Regions from separate parts of the Ovis aries genome. Here region 1 is linked to region 2. The links are chromatin contacts, called in public Hi-C maps. All regions are on one chromosome and are shown on one strand. Each heading gives the region's core, a stretch centred on a gene start, on an enhancer-like site or on the middle of the called end of the contact. The rest is flanking DNA. Distances are from core to core; before and after follow the strand shown.

Region 1 (6,845 bases), core at 3,797-6,296, 320 kb after region 2:
AAACCCCGGGTCTTCATTGATGGGGCCTGAGCAGGCCAGGGTGTTGGATGCCCAAAGGGGCCTCCTGGGCAAAACTCAAGTGGTTTATGCTCTGCTGGGCTTTGGCAAGAAGAAAAGACCATCTGTGAGAATGGGGCATCTCCTGGGGTGCTGGCAAACAGGAGGCTTCAGTCCTCCCCCAGCCTGGTCCCCGGGGGCCTTCGCCTGACAGCACCTCTGGACCAGTCTAAAGTGGGCGGGGCTTCCATTGCCCCCGCAGACCTCACAGCAGACCTCAGCCTCAGCCTGAACCCTGCTAGGGCCCAGTTGCTTCAGTGTCCTCCTCCCCCCACCACCCCTGCTCCTGGATTCCTCTGCTCCTCACACATGAGCCCTTCTCTGTGTTACTTGCAAGATCTTCAGTGGCTGCTGTTTCTCTTCCTTCCAGCCTTAGCTTCCCTGACCACGCACCTGCAGGAGATCCCTCCTGCTCATCACTCTCCAGCACATCATCTAGGCCTCCTTTCTAGGGGTTATCCCAGTATGGAATCATTAATTCATCGGTTTGCTGTCTACTCCCCAGCTAGAGTGACAGCAGCTCCACCAGGCCAGGGACTGGCTGCTTGATCACTGTGTATCCCAGGACAGAGAGGAGACACTAACATACATGATGAATGAGCAAATGAGTGAATTCAAAATATAGTATTGAAGTGCCTCCTGGAACCATTCTTGTTGTTGACAGATGAGCCCTGACTGTCAGGCTTTTTTCCACATTCACTTCAACAGAGACTTGTCACTGGTGATGGAGTTATGTGGAGTCCTGTATTAAGGGACACTATGGTCCAAACCCATCTGTATGACTCTCTCACAACTAAAAGGAAGGCGAGGTCCTGCCAATATCTCAGACTTTGGGAATTTTCTATAACTGTGGTGGACAAGCTGCCCAGAACTCCCTGAATATCTTCAGATATTTTATTAAGTGTAGAGAGTCTATACACTTGTCAAAATAATAACAAAAGTGACTGCTATATACTGAGTGCCTGCTATGTTCCTGTACCAGACATTTCCCTGTCTCAGCTCAAGATATCATAATGAAATGCCACAGACTGAGTGGCTTAAATAGGAGGCATCTTCTTCTCACAGTTTGAGAGACTTGGAAGTCCAAGATCAAGGCGTTAGCAGATTCAGTTTTTGGTAAGGGCCCACTTCTTGGCTGACAGGTGGCCACCTCTTTGCTATGTCCTCACATGTCAGAGAAAGAGCTCTGTTCTCTCCTTGTCTTATAAGGTCACTAATTCCGTTGTGGAGTCCCCACCCTCATGATCTCCCAGAAACCTAATTATCTACCAAAGGTCCCACCTTCTAATACCATAACATTGGGGTTTAAGGTTTCAATATAAAAATTCAACAAGCAAAAACATGCAGCCCATAATATTCCTTACAGAGACTACAGTTTCTACAGAAATAGTACAATGTAAGTGATTAGTCTCCTTTAGTAGGTCTCAGAGCTTGAGATGATGCAACTCAGAGTCACATGGTAAAACTAAAGGTTGGTGGCCTCCCCCTACAGTAAGCTGCCCCCTCAAACCTGGTAGCTCACCCCCAGAGCTAGCAGGAGATCACACAACAGACCCTGGGATCTGATCTGGCTGGTTAATTGATCATGGAATTTGTGGCTGAAAAAAAAAAAAAATTGTCATAAAAACAACATCCATCCTGGATTGGATGGAACCTTTTACCCCAATCATCCCATTTTGGACTTTCTCATTTATTCCTTCATCCCACAAAGGTCTGTTGAGAATTTCCTCTGTGTCTAGGGATACACAGTGAACAAGACAGCAGAAAGCCTCTGGCTCCACAGGTGTATTTCTGAAGTTCGGCGCAAGTGTGTTAGAAGGATCATGCAAGCAGGACCCATATCCCAAGGCCTAACAGGAACCCAGGGTTTGCTGCTTCTTTGCCCCTAGCATCCCCTGCCCCAGTGTCCACCTTCCCTCCAGCAGCCACCACTTCCCACACCTCCCCTTCGTTTCTTTATTTGTTTTACCACATCGGAGGGGTTTTTAATGGGAGAAAGGGCCCAGGAATGGGGTTGTTTGAGGACAAGGAAACGAGCCACTTGCTGTGATGAATGTTCTTGAAAAGCAATTTATTTTTTCACGGGTAGCTCGCCGGGCTCAGGAACAAAAGTGCTTTGGCTGCCTATCAAATATTAACAGAGGCGAACTGTTTTCTCGGCGGTTCTCTTTTCCCGCACACGCTCACTTGCGCCTCTCACTAGGCATGACAGAAGTGACATCGAGTTCAAGGGCTCCCTGGGGTCCCCTCCCAAGATAAAGTGGCAGCTGCTTTCATGGGCTATGGGACCCTCTCCCTCCTGCCTACCCTCTCCACTCTCCATGCATTTGCTTCCAAAAGACGACTGCACTGCAAATACATTCAGTGGAGTGGGTCCCGAGGAAACCAGAGATCAAGTGGAAACATTGGACATGCTGCCCTCAGTTAAGCAAGAGAGGAGACAGGCCTGCTTTCTTTGCCTCTAGACTCTAACCACATTCCCCACCGAAGCAGCCATCCTTACATCTTCCTGGTGTTTTTGGTTCCCTTCCCTCATCAGGAGCAGAATCACTTCCCCGCAAGGATGGGCTCCCAGGCTTTGGAGTGCGTCTGCAGAGAAGACCTCTCAGGTGACTGACACTCCTAACAACTCACTGGGACCTTGCTTTTGCCAAATGATGGTTGTGCCTGGCTGTCTGACAGAAGCCTCTCCATCCCTGGGAACAGGAGCTAAAGCAACACAGGGCCCTCCCAGGGCCAGGGAAAAGTGAAAATGTCTGAAACTTACCATGATGAGAGCTTGAGTTTTAGCAATAATTCCAGGAAGCCAGAAGTCTCCTGCTAGCCTGCATCTATCAAGGAGGACCAGACCAAACCCTGCCTCTCACTCCTGCTCCCCTTTGGGCTGACTCCCGCTTTTCCATTTGCTGAAGGAAGTTTCTGAAACTGTCAGAAACAAGAGGCTGTGGAGGGGAACCCTCCACCTGGACAGAGTGCAGACTTCCCCATCTAATCATATTGCCCACATGTCCAGAAGAGTGACCTTCCTTTCCCAGCAGACAGTTGGGGTCAGGGACTTGGTTTTGTTTTCCTGAAGTGGGGAGTGAAGTCTCTCAACTCAGTGACTATGGAATAGAAGCTTTTATCTGCTCTTAAAAGAACTTGAGACAAGGAGCAGAGGGTGGGCTCCCTTTTGCCCAGTCTGCCAGCCCCAGTTCTGGAGATGGACAGATCTCTGGACTGAGGCCCCCAAATCCAGCTCCCAGCAGTGCTGCAGAGGCAGGGAGAGGAAGGGTCAGGCCTGGATCCTCCTTCTTCCTCTTGAAACTGTTAGCCAGACTGCAAAGAGGGCCTCCAGTGAGCTTGGCCCTGGTATCACCCACTTTCAGAGTCCCCTCCCCTTCCGTGTGGGCTACCCTTGGGGCTAGCTTTTGTCTAGCAGAATGTGATGGCAGTGATGCTTGAACTTCTGAGGCTAAGTCCTAAAAAGCCTTGAAGCTTTTGCCAGGGTCTCCTGGGTGATGCATCTGGAGGTAGCCAGGCCCCATGTAAGAAGTCTGACTCACTCGAGACCACCAGGCTTGGAGGAGGTCTACACAGAGAGGCAATGAGGGCAGACAGCTACCTGGCTGGTCCCCAGCTCTCCCAGCCCTCCCAGCTGGAGTGACAGCCACAATAGTGGCACAGTCCTCTATGATGATCCATCATTGTAGCCTTAGGACTCAGCTCCAGCCACTGTCTCAGGACAACTGCAAGAAAGGCCCCCAAGTGAAAACCACCCAGCTGAGCCCAGTCAACTGATGAAAGGAAATGAGAACTCACTGTTGTAAGCCACTACATTTCAGAGTATTTTGAAATGCAGCACGAAAACCCGGGACAGAGATCCTGGCCCAGAGAAGCAAGAGCTTTGCAAGGAATTTCCCAGGCTAGTGGACAATGGTTTCAATCAGTAGCTTTGAACTCAAGCAGTAAAGGAATCTTTTGTCTATGGGAAATCATAATTAGAACTCTGATATGTAAAAGAGAAAAAAGTATGGTAGCAGCTCTCTTCTTTAAAAAGTGGGAAGGGCAACCTCTCCTCTTCCCCACCTGACCTGGGCAATGAATGAGACTCCACCTGCCTTCCCAGGCCTCTCTCTCTCTTTTGCTCTTTTTTCCCAACAAAGAAAAACACCTCACAGCAAGTTTTCTTCAGCCACATTCCCTGGTCCAGAGGGAATCGTGGCAACACCCTGAATCCTGGCAACAGCCTTCTGTACCTTTGAAAGCGACACTCAGGATCTTCTCTTTTCAGCTCCCAGGTCCTCTGGCAACACCCTGCCTTCCTTCACCAAAGGACACCAGCAGTCCAACCAGTACCCCCTAAGATGCTAGAACACATTTTCTGCCATGAGATGTTGTTATCAGACTCTGCTTCCAGCTCACCTGTTAGACAAAGAGGCAAACAGATATAATCCCTGTTGTGTCAATGGGGAAACTGAGGCCAAAGATGATCAAGCTCTCAGTTGAGCAGGAGATTCCTCCGGCCTCAGTCCCAGTCTCTCTACTAACCCTGATCCCTGCAAGCATGAAGGCTGTGGCCCTAGGCCTGAGAGCAGCTGTGGCACAACTTGCTCTTCCAAAGCCAAGCCAAGCTGAACCTCAACTCTTCTCCAGCCTGCTCTCCTCCCTACCTGGCTTGTTCTACTTGATGCTGAAGACTCAGCTCCCCGCTTAGAGGCGATGACCACGCCCCCACACACTTGGCCACGCCCCCGCACAGACACGGTGTGTCCCTCATCGATCTTGTTCCCTTTTCACCCTTATCGCCAAATCCCCCCCCAACTCTGTTTTTCTCATCGTGCTGACTTCTCCTTGGGGAGGGCGAGCGCTTGCATAACAAGCACTTGACTCTTCTCCAAAGCCAAGGTTTGTTCCAACGAGTTTGACTTTCAACCTCCCCACGTCTCCTTGAGAAGATGAACCGCGCTTTTGTACCACAGGACATGCCAGGAATAGCTCCCCCGCAGTGCTCGCGGGAGGGGCAGGGATCGTGAGGAAGAGGCTGCAGCTCAGCTAGACATCTAAAAGGTACCATTAAGATGATGGACGCCTTTTTCCATGGTGCCTTGGGCAAGCCGTTGCGCTTTATTACTCATCTCTTCCGCAGGGAGGTCACGGCATGTCCTGTGCTCTCTGGCCAAGATGAACCCTCTGGGGACCACACTCGCATCCTGGGGAAGAGAGGATGCAGGAGCAGGGCCTCAGGGTATTCTATCTCTGCATCCTTACCTGGACGCAGGGCTTGGGCAGAACAGACCACACTCCTGTGGTCATGTCGCAGACACCACCTCTCCCTCACTACAGTCACCACCCCCTGCAAATCAGCAGATTTTCCCAACAGTCTGCAACTTCTCATCACGGGGAAAATCCCAGAGGCAAAACCAGATTTCTGACCAACTTAGAAACGTCTGAACACACTCCGCAAACAACAATAGTGATAGTCACCAATTACCTAGCCATTACAGTGACCAAAGGTTGTCCTGGGCATTTGAGACTGCCTGCAAAGCAGGTTTGGCCATCTCACTTGTCCAGAGTCTAAGGGAAGTTCAGAAAGTTGTTCCTTGGTACTTAACTGGCAGAGCTGGGATTTGAAATGGCCCCTGGCTGGGTCTAAAGCACTATGTTCTTCCTATTGGAAGACACTGCCCATGTGACTCCGAGGGTAGGATCTAAGAGAGAAACGAGGCTGGACTCAAGGCCTGGGACAAACTGGGTTAGTCTGAGTCAAATAATGGGGATTGGTGGCCTCCCTGCTTCCCAGCCAGCATTCCCTGGCTAACCTCCACCAGGCAGACATGTAGGCTGTAGAACCGGGCAGGTCCTTCAGGAGCATCCAATGGAAGAAAGGGATTCAGGAGCTGATGACCCACTATGCGGTAGGGCCATCGCCACAGGAACCTGGTACTCTCTAGAGAAAGCCCATGGGCGTGGGTTGCCTGACCCGTTTCACAGATGGAAAAATAAGGTTTTACCAGAGTCAGAGGACCCATAAGACTTGCAGATATCAGGTCAATCGTATTGAATCCAAAGTGTGCTTTCCTACCACAGCCTCAAGCTGCATCTGTGAGGAGAGAGCTTGACTTTTGACTCCAGAGGGTCAAACCACCTGACTACCACCTTTTAACCACCACTGGGTACCACTCTCAAAGGGCATTGAGCAAACGTGACCACATGATTTCCGTCTCATCCCTGAATCACCTTCTGGCTCATATGGGATAACATCTGGGTGATTATTACCAAAAACAACAGTTTCTGATTCCCTCAATGTCCAAATATGGTTTCCACTGCTGTGCTTAAAAAATTCTTTTCCCCTCCTTTGGTATGTTAAACCATCTCTCCTGAAATATTATAATGATCTTTGTTGACACCATCGACTAGCTTTTTAAGGTCTTTCTGTGTAAATACAGCAAAGATAAATTTCAGGCCAACTCCCATCTGAATCATTCCAAGCCTGGAATGCTGAGGGGTCTGGGTGAGTGAGCCTTGGCTGTACCTCGAGTCAGGAGGAGGAATACATTACCCTTGACCTTTCTCAGAGGAGCTGAATGGCTGAGCCTGTCCACTGGGAAACAGTCTGATGGGAGAGCCTTTCCCCCTCCCCTACTCTCCCTCCCAGAGCCCGGAAATGGGGAGGCACAGGGCAAGGCTCACTCCTGGTCTATGTTGACGCCTTCAGTTTGCAGCCCACAGCCACCCTTTGTCTGCCCTGCTCTCTGCCCCAGGATGCAGACCCATCTGGACTCCCTGACCTCTGCCTTCCTATTGGA
Region 2 (6,997 bases), core at 3-2,502:
GGGGAAGGCGGCGGCAGGGACTAGGACAGGGCCTGCGCGGCCGCCGGGAGGAGACGAGCGCCGGGATCCTGGGTCGGGGAGCCCGTCGGTGCCGCCCGCCGCCCAGCCGGGCGGGGGTCCGGGGCGCCCACGTGGCGAGAAAGTTTCGAGACCGCAGAAGTGGCCCGGTCTTGTGGGGTGGGGAGGGGAGGGAAGCCAGTCGGTTCGCTCCTCCTTCTCGCTAAGGCAGAAGGAAAAGAGCGGAGGGAAGCTGGGGTGGGCGGGGAGCGGGCAGCATCAACCTGAACAGATTCCGCCTCCCCCTCCCCCCGCATCCCCCCCGCAACCCCGGGAAGCAGAGCCGGGAGGCGCGGACAGTCTCCTCCCGCACGGCCAGGGCGAGACTGCCCCCTCCCCCCCCCTTTTTTTCCTGCCAACCTCTATCACAACGCGCTCGCACATACGGAGATTGTGCGGCTTTTTTTTTTTTTTTTTTTTCACCCTTGGGAGAAAAAACGAGAGTAAAAGAAGAGGGCAAAGCGAAGAACTCCTCCTTGGCGGGATCCGCACTCTGCCGCGGCCGGGCGCGGGGACGCGGCCGCCACCCGCAGCTCTCTCCCGGCCCTGCGGCGTGTGTCGGCGGGAGAGCCAACGAGGGCACCCACGCCGGGGACGCGGCGATACTTTTAGGAGCTCGAACCGACATCGCCGCCGCCGCGCAGGCAGAAGAGACCGGGACGAGGAGGGCCCCGCCGCCGCCTAGCCTGGCGCTCGGAGTCCCGCCGGCCCGCGCAGGCGGGCGGAGGGAGGCAGGCGGCGAGGAGGCGGGCGGAGCAGAGGACCCGCCGGAGCGCGCAGCAGCCGGCCCGCCCGCCCGCCTGCCGGTGGATGCGGCGCCCCGGGAGCCTGGAGACAACTTTGCCTTGTGACGCGCCGCGAGGACTGCAGGGCCCGCGGTCCCGGGCTCCGCGCCGCTTCTGAGCGGGCCCGCGCTCCGCGGCGCTACCGGCACCGCACTCGCCCCGCTGTCCGCCCGCCAACCCGCGGAGAGGACGACCCACCCGTCGCCACCGCCCGCGGCCCTTCCTCGGTGCTAGGCGGCGAGGGCGAGGGCGAGGCGCTCAGGTGCGAGCGCGGGGCCCCGCCGCAGCGCCCGCCGCAGCGCCGCGCCAAGCCGCGCCCGGCTCCGCTCTGGGGGCTCGGGCGCCTTCGCTTCCGTCTCGCCCAAGTTGCGTCGACCGGCCCTTTTGCCACCTTCCCCGCCCGGCCGCCAAGCCGCCGCTGCCGCTGCTTTCGCTTCACCCGAGCGGGGGCAGCGGGGCCCCGACGCGGAGAGGATGGGGGGAAAGCTGCGGATGCCGACGCGCCCCGAGACGCCCGCGCGGCAGTAACCCTCCTGCCCCTGCCTCGCCCAGGGCGCCTCTCCGGCCCCCCGCGGCCCACGGCGCCCCTTCCCCGCCGCGCGGGAACCCCCGCGGCCCGACCGGGCCCCCTCCCCCTGTGAGCCGGCTGCGGCCCTCCCGGCGGGCGGGCGGAGGCCCGGGCGGGGGCGGGGCGGGGCGGCGCGCCGGGAGCCGTGAGCCGCCCTGCGCTCGGCTCGGCTCGCCTCGCGGCGGGCGCCCTCGTCGCCAGCGGCGCACCATGGACGGGCTGCCCGGTCGGGCGCTGGGGGCCGCCTGCCTTGTGATGCTGGCGGTCGGCTGGCTGGGGCCCGGGGTCTGGGGCTCTCCCACGCCCCCGCCGTCGCCCGCCGCGCCGCAGCCGCCCCCGCCGCCGCCCGGAGCCCCCGGCGGCGCGCAGGACACCTGCACGTCGTGCGGCGGTTTCCGGCGGCCGGAGGAGCTGGGCCGGGTAGACGGCGACTTCCTGGAGGCGGTGAAGCGGCACATCTTGAGCCGCCTGCAGATGCGGGGCCGGCCCAACATCACACACGCCGTGCCCAAGGCCGCCATGGTCACGGCCCTGCGCAAGCTGCACGCGGGCAAGGTGCGCGAGGACGGCCGGGTGGAGATCCCGCACCTCGACGGCCACGCCAGCCCGGGCGCAGACGGCCCGGAGCGCGTCTCCGAGATCATCAGCTTCGCCGAGACAGGTGGGTCGGTCCCTCGAGCGGCCCTCGCCACCTCCTCCACCCGCTTTTCTCTTCGCTGGCTCTGGCCGTCGCCGCCGCAGCCCGCGCGCCCTGGGGGAAACCCGGACTGCCGGCTCGGCCCGCTCGCCTCCGGCCCTGTGCGCTCCGTCCGGGCTGCGGTCCTCTTCTCGAAGGCAGCAACCCCTTCCTGCTCCCCTATCCCCGCCGAGGAGCGCTCTGTCCTCCACCCCTGCTCTCCGAAACGGGCCCCAGCGCCTTTGGGCGCGCGTCCCCCTCCCGGCGGACTATTGCGGCCCTGGCTCCGCGGGCACTCGCTTGGTGATTGCTTAATGTTTTTGTTTCCCACGATCGGAGTGTAGGCTTAGCAGTATAGATGGAGATGTGTGTGCTTGTTGATATCCGTGGGCCGGAGGAGTGTGTGTATGTGTGTGTGACTCTGTGTGTGTGTGTGTGTATGCCTGCGTGAGAGGCCCCTGGGGCCGCTTCCATCGCCGGGCAGCGTGGGCTTGCCAGGATTGCTGAAGCTTCGCTGGGGAGAGCTAGGCAACCTCTCTTCCGATTGTGTGGGCACCGGAATCGGTGGAAGGCAGGCTTCTCAACAGGTCCCATCATTTACGCAGAGAAAGGCTGCAGCTCAGAGGGCAGCCCCGTGCCTCTCGGCTTGCTTGGGAGCTGAGGCAGCTCCCTGGCTTTAGAGCCAGCAGAGTTCCTAGTTAACAAAGGGTCGGAGTCCTTTCTGGAATGTTCCTCCGGCCCTATATTGCAAATTTTTTTAACCACTGTCTGAATATAAAAATCAAGCGAGGAAAAACATCTTTCGAACTTTAAAAGAAGGAGAAAAATGTGCTCGCGCTGAAATGCTGCAAGTGCTTTCGGCTCTGCTGTCCTTTTCAGGACTTGAATGAGCCAGGCTGGCTTTTGTGCCTGGAGCTCAGCCCCATTTGTGCAGGGGGACTGCCGAGAAGGTCGCAGGGGGAAGCTCGGGTTTGGGCAGGGCAGGGTGGGCAGGGAGCCTTGCGGGGGAGAGTTGGTGGCAGTTGTGTCCCCAGGCTGCGAATGCCTCCCCCCAACCCCCAAGGCAGTGGGCAGACTGTGCAGGTGCCGCCTGGGGATGAAAAGGGATGAAAAGTTTTGCATGGCCGGGTGTGGAGAAAAGCAGAGACAATCAGGGCTGGTTTGTGCTTAGAAAGAAATGCATTGCCGTTTTAGCTGTCCGACAGAGTCAAGGGAATCTGGACATGCAATTAGAGAGCTTGGATTAAAAGGTGCTTTGGGGCCCAGAGCAGAAATGTGATTCTGGAAGGTCGAGGAGGCCTTTTGGTCCCGGTGGCACAAAATGACAGCAGGGGCTGTTATATTTCTGGTCGGTTCCACGGAGCCAGCTCTTTGACTTATAAATAACAGATTCAGGTCACAGGCAGCTCGTCCAAGACCAGCTTTTAAGGCTGCACTTTCCCCCATTTCAAAGTCAGATGTCAGTGTTATTAGAGGAGCCAGGCGAGGCCTGAGGAGGGGGCTGGGAAGGGGGCAGTGGTAGGAGGTTTGATAAAACCATCGGAGGCCACACAGTTGGCTTATTTGTTCTTCCCGGAGGGGAAAAAAAAAAAAAGTAGGGATCGTCAGAGAGCAGGGTCACTGAAATGTAGGATGAGAGAGGATTCCTCTCTCAGTTGGCATGGCCTCTCTTCTTGTTGAGCTGAATTATTGAGACAACTAATAAACCAATTCTCCTTATCGATGGAGACTTCAAATGTGCCATTCACGGGGAGTCAGTGTCTCATGAAAGGGGTAGACTTCAAGTTTCAAGACTGCGTGCCCTGTCCCTTGGAAGTACTCAGAAGCAAAGGCTGCACTTTGCAGCCTGCAGAGCACACGTTCCTGTGTCAGAAATCTGAGCAGAGCTGGCTTGTTTGCAGTGGAGGTTCCACTGGGGGTTGGATCAGATCATGCTTAGGTAAACACTGGAAAGAGGCTGTAGGTGGCTCAGCTGGATTTTGCAATGCCCTAAGTTAACCAAAAAAAAAAAAAAGAAAGAAAGAAAGAAAAGAAAAGAAAGAACCCAAACTCTGCTAAAACAACCCACCCCAAATCCTTAGTGAGATCCTGGTTTTGTTTTTCAGATTTCACAGATACCCATAACAACTTGTTAAGATCTTGGCCTCCTGACAGATTCCTCCGTTGAGCTTTGAGGCCTGACAGCCTGTCTCCAGGGAACCCTGGCCTGGGAGAGGTGAGGCCAGTTTTCTAGGCCCGGACCCTCCGGCCCCAACCTGGTCCCAGCTTCAAGATAGGAAACAATTTTCCCTGCCTCTCCCAGGTTACCGTTGGAGGCCGCGGCCCCAGAGTGGTATTTCTGGTCAGGACGGTCCTCCAGCTGCTCGGCCAGGGCCCGGTCCAGCGATATGCGGCAGAATGCGTTTTCTGCAGTGCCTAGTGTTCTCCTTAATCTAACTTGGCCTGCTCTCTTGCTTCTCCGCAGATGGCCTGGCCTCCTCCCGGGTCCGCCTGTACTTTTTCATCTCCAACGAAGGCAACCAGAACCTGTTTGTAGTGCAGGCCAGCCTGTGGCTCTACCTGAAGCTGCTGCCCTACGTCCTGGAGAAGGGCGGCCGGCGGAAGGTGCGGGTAAAGGTGTACTTCCAGGAGCAGGGCCCTGGCGACCGCTGGGCCGCGGTGGAGAAGCGCGTGGACCTCAAGCGCAGCGGCTGGCACACCTTCCCACTCACCGAACCCATCCAGGCCCTGTTCTCACGCGGCGAGCGGCGTCTCAGCCTGGACGTGCAGTGCGACGGCTGCCGGGAGCTGGCCGTGGTGCCGGTGTTCGTGGACCCGGGCGAGGAGTCGCACCGGCCCTTCGTGGTGGTGCAGGCGCGGCTGGGCGACAGCAGGCACCGCATCCGCAAGCGGGGCCTGGAGTGCGACGGGAGGACCAGCCTGTGCTGCCGGCAGCAGTTCTTCATCGACTTCCGCCTCATCGGCTGGAACGACTGGATCATTGCGCCCACCGGCTACTACGGGAACTACTGCGAGGGCAGCTGCCCTGCCTACCTGGCCGGGGTGCCGGGCTCGGCCTCCTCCTTCCACACGGCCGTGGTAAACCAGTACCGCATGCGGGGGCTGAACCCGGGCACCGTGAACTCCTGCTGCATCCCCACCAAGCTGAGCACCATGTCCATGCTCTACTTCGACGACGAGTACAACATCGTCAAGCGGGACGTGCCCAATATGATCGTGGAGGAGTGCGGCTGCGCATGAGGGCGCGGCTCCATCGGGGCATAGGGACCAGGGTGTGGCAAGTGGAGCGCGGTGATGCCCGGGAGGTGCCCGGGGCCGGCCTGAGATCTTTTCCTGCTTCCTCATCCAGCAATCTGTCAAAAACAGAGGGAGAACCCTCCACGGACACGAAGGACTGGACAATGCACACGTAGACGCGCACAGCCAGACGCATCCTGCCACCCACATGGCAGCCTCTGGGATCCCAGCAAGTGTATGCGGTGATAAATAGCAGCTCAGCCACAAATGCCTGTCACTCGGAGAGAATGGGGTGAGCAGCCACCGTTCCCCCACGCCCCTCCCCCCCCAGCTGGCCTGGCCACTCTGAATCGCGCCTTCCGAGCACACAGAAAGCACAAAGACAAGAGACACAGAGGGAGAGAGAGCGAGCGAACCCGGAGCTTGGAGAGGAGCAGCAGTTGGGGGGTGGGGAGCAGGCAGCCTGCAGAGGGCCGCGTGTCCCGCTTTGCCCGTTCAAGGCCGCCGGGGTCCCTACATCTCTTGGCTGCAACATGTGGGCTTGCTCCCCTGGCCTGGGATCCTTCCTGCTGCGGCGAGCCGGGCAGCCTGTCCTGTCCCATCCTTGGAGAAGGAGGCCCAACTAGGCTACCACCTGCCAGAGACCGGAGACCATGGAGCTGTGGTAGTGACCATTTGACTGTCGCTTGGGGCCCTGGTGTGACTTCTATGTGTGTGTGTGTTTTGGGGGTGGGGAGGGAGGGAGAGGAGAAGGGTCTTAATTTGATGCTTTAACTGATCACTAGCAGTTGAATGGTCATTCATTCCGGTTGTATAATTGAAAAGGGACTTTTCTACCAGGTCTGACCTTTTAAGTTAAAATCTGAACTGTTCCAAGTGGAACAAAAAAAGTTGCAATCTGTGCCCTTCCCTGGGGAGATTCCTCTAGGACTGGTTAGGGAGGGGTGGAAATGACTCTTAGGCAAGGGGAGGGTGAGCTCTTAGAAGGAGGGAATGGTGGGGTGAAGGCATTCTGGAGATGCTCAGGGGGTGGGGTTGCCCCTTCTGCAGGGGTTGAGGGAGGGGAGCAGTTGACCGGGTCTGGGGAAGAGGGAGAGGCTTTCAGCTGCTTTGCAAAAGTGGCCCATGTAGGCTCTGGCCACCAGGGCCAGCCACGGATGTGGCCCCTACCTGCTCGCCTGCCCTACTCCTAGCACTTGCACACCCGCCTGAACGCACATGATACAACCCTTGCCCTCCCGCGTGTATCCAGAAGTGGCCCTTGGCAGAGCATTGAGCTCACCCCAGAGGTCCAAGTGCCATGTGAACTATGCAATTTAAAGGGTTGACCCACACTAGATGTAACTGGACTCGTACGACTCTTTTTATATTTTTTTATACTTGAAATGAAATCCTTTGCTTCTTTTTTAAGCGAATGATTGCTTTTAATGTTTGCACTGATTTAGTTGCATGATTAGTCAGAAACTGCCATTTGAAAAAAGAAGTTATTTTTATAGCAGTGAAAAAAAATACAGTTAAATGTATTATACATAATTTTGGAACCAAAGAGGCCAACAGATCGGTTTTAATTTTTATTAGATGGTGAGGCCATCTTTATGAGGTGGACGTTCTGAACAATCCCTTGAGTGGCCTGCCAGCGTTTCAGGGTATACATGGATTTTGTTTATTCAGTTT

What was found. Hi-C and Micro-C count contacts between places; a contact is called where the count stands out from the background.
Region 1: a contact with region 2 is called in a Hi-C map of mixed tissues, with 3 times the contacts expected there. The contact joins the enhancer-like site here to the promoter of INHBB in region 2. A contact is called at or near these places in 2 of 16 Hi-C or Micro-C datasets (mixed tissues and tail adipose tissue).

The regions. Positions count from the first base shown.
Region 1 is chr2:185,978,240-185,985,084 of ARS-UI_Ramb_v3.0, forward strand. No RefSeq gene overlaps it. Among named protein-coding and RNA genes, the nearest start is that of GLI2, 75 kb to the right of the region's middle. Within about 2 kb of position 5,047, at least 3 of the 54 cell types and tissues checked have an H3K27ac peak or open chromatin away from gene starts, as enhancers often do.
Region 2 is chr2:185,664,081-185,671,077 of ARS-UI_Ramb_v3.0, forward strand. INHBB (inhibin subunit beta B) reads left to right here and starts at 1,253. Exons shown (of 2, transcript XM_027965046.2): 1 at 1,253-2,071; 2 at 4,551-6,997. The coding sequence starts at 1,621. The coding sequence ends at 5,326.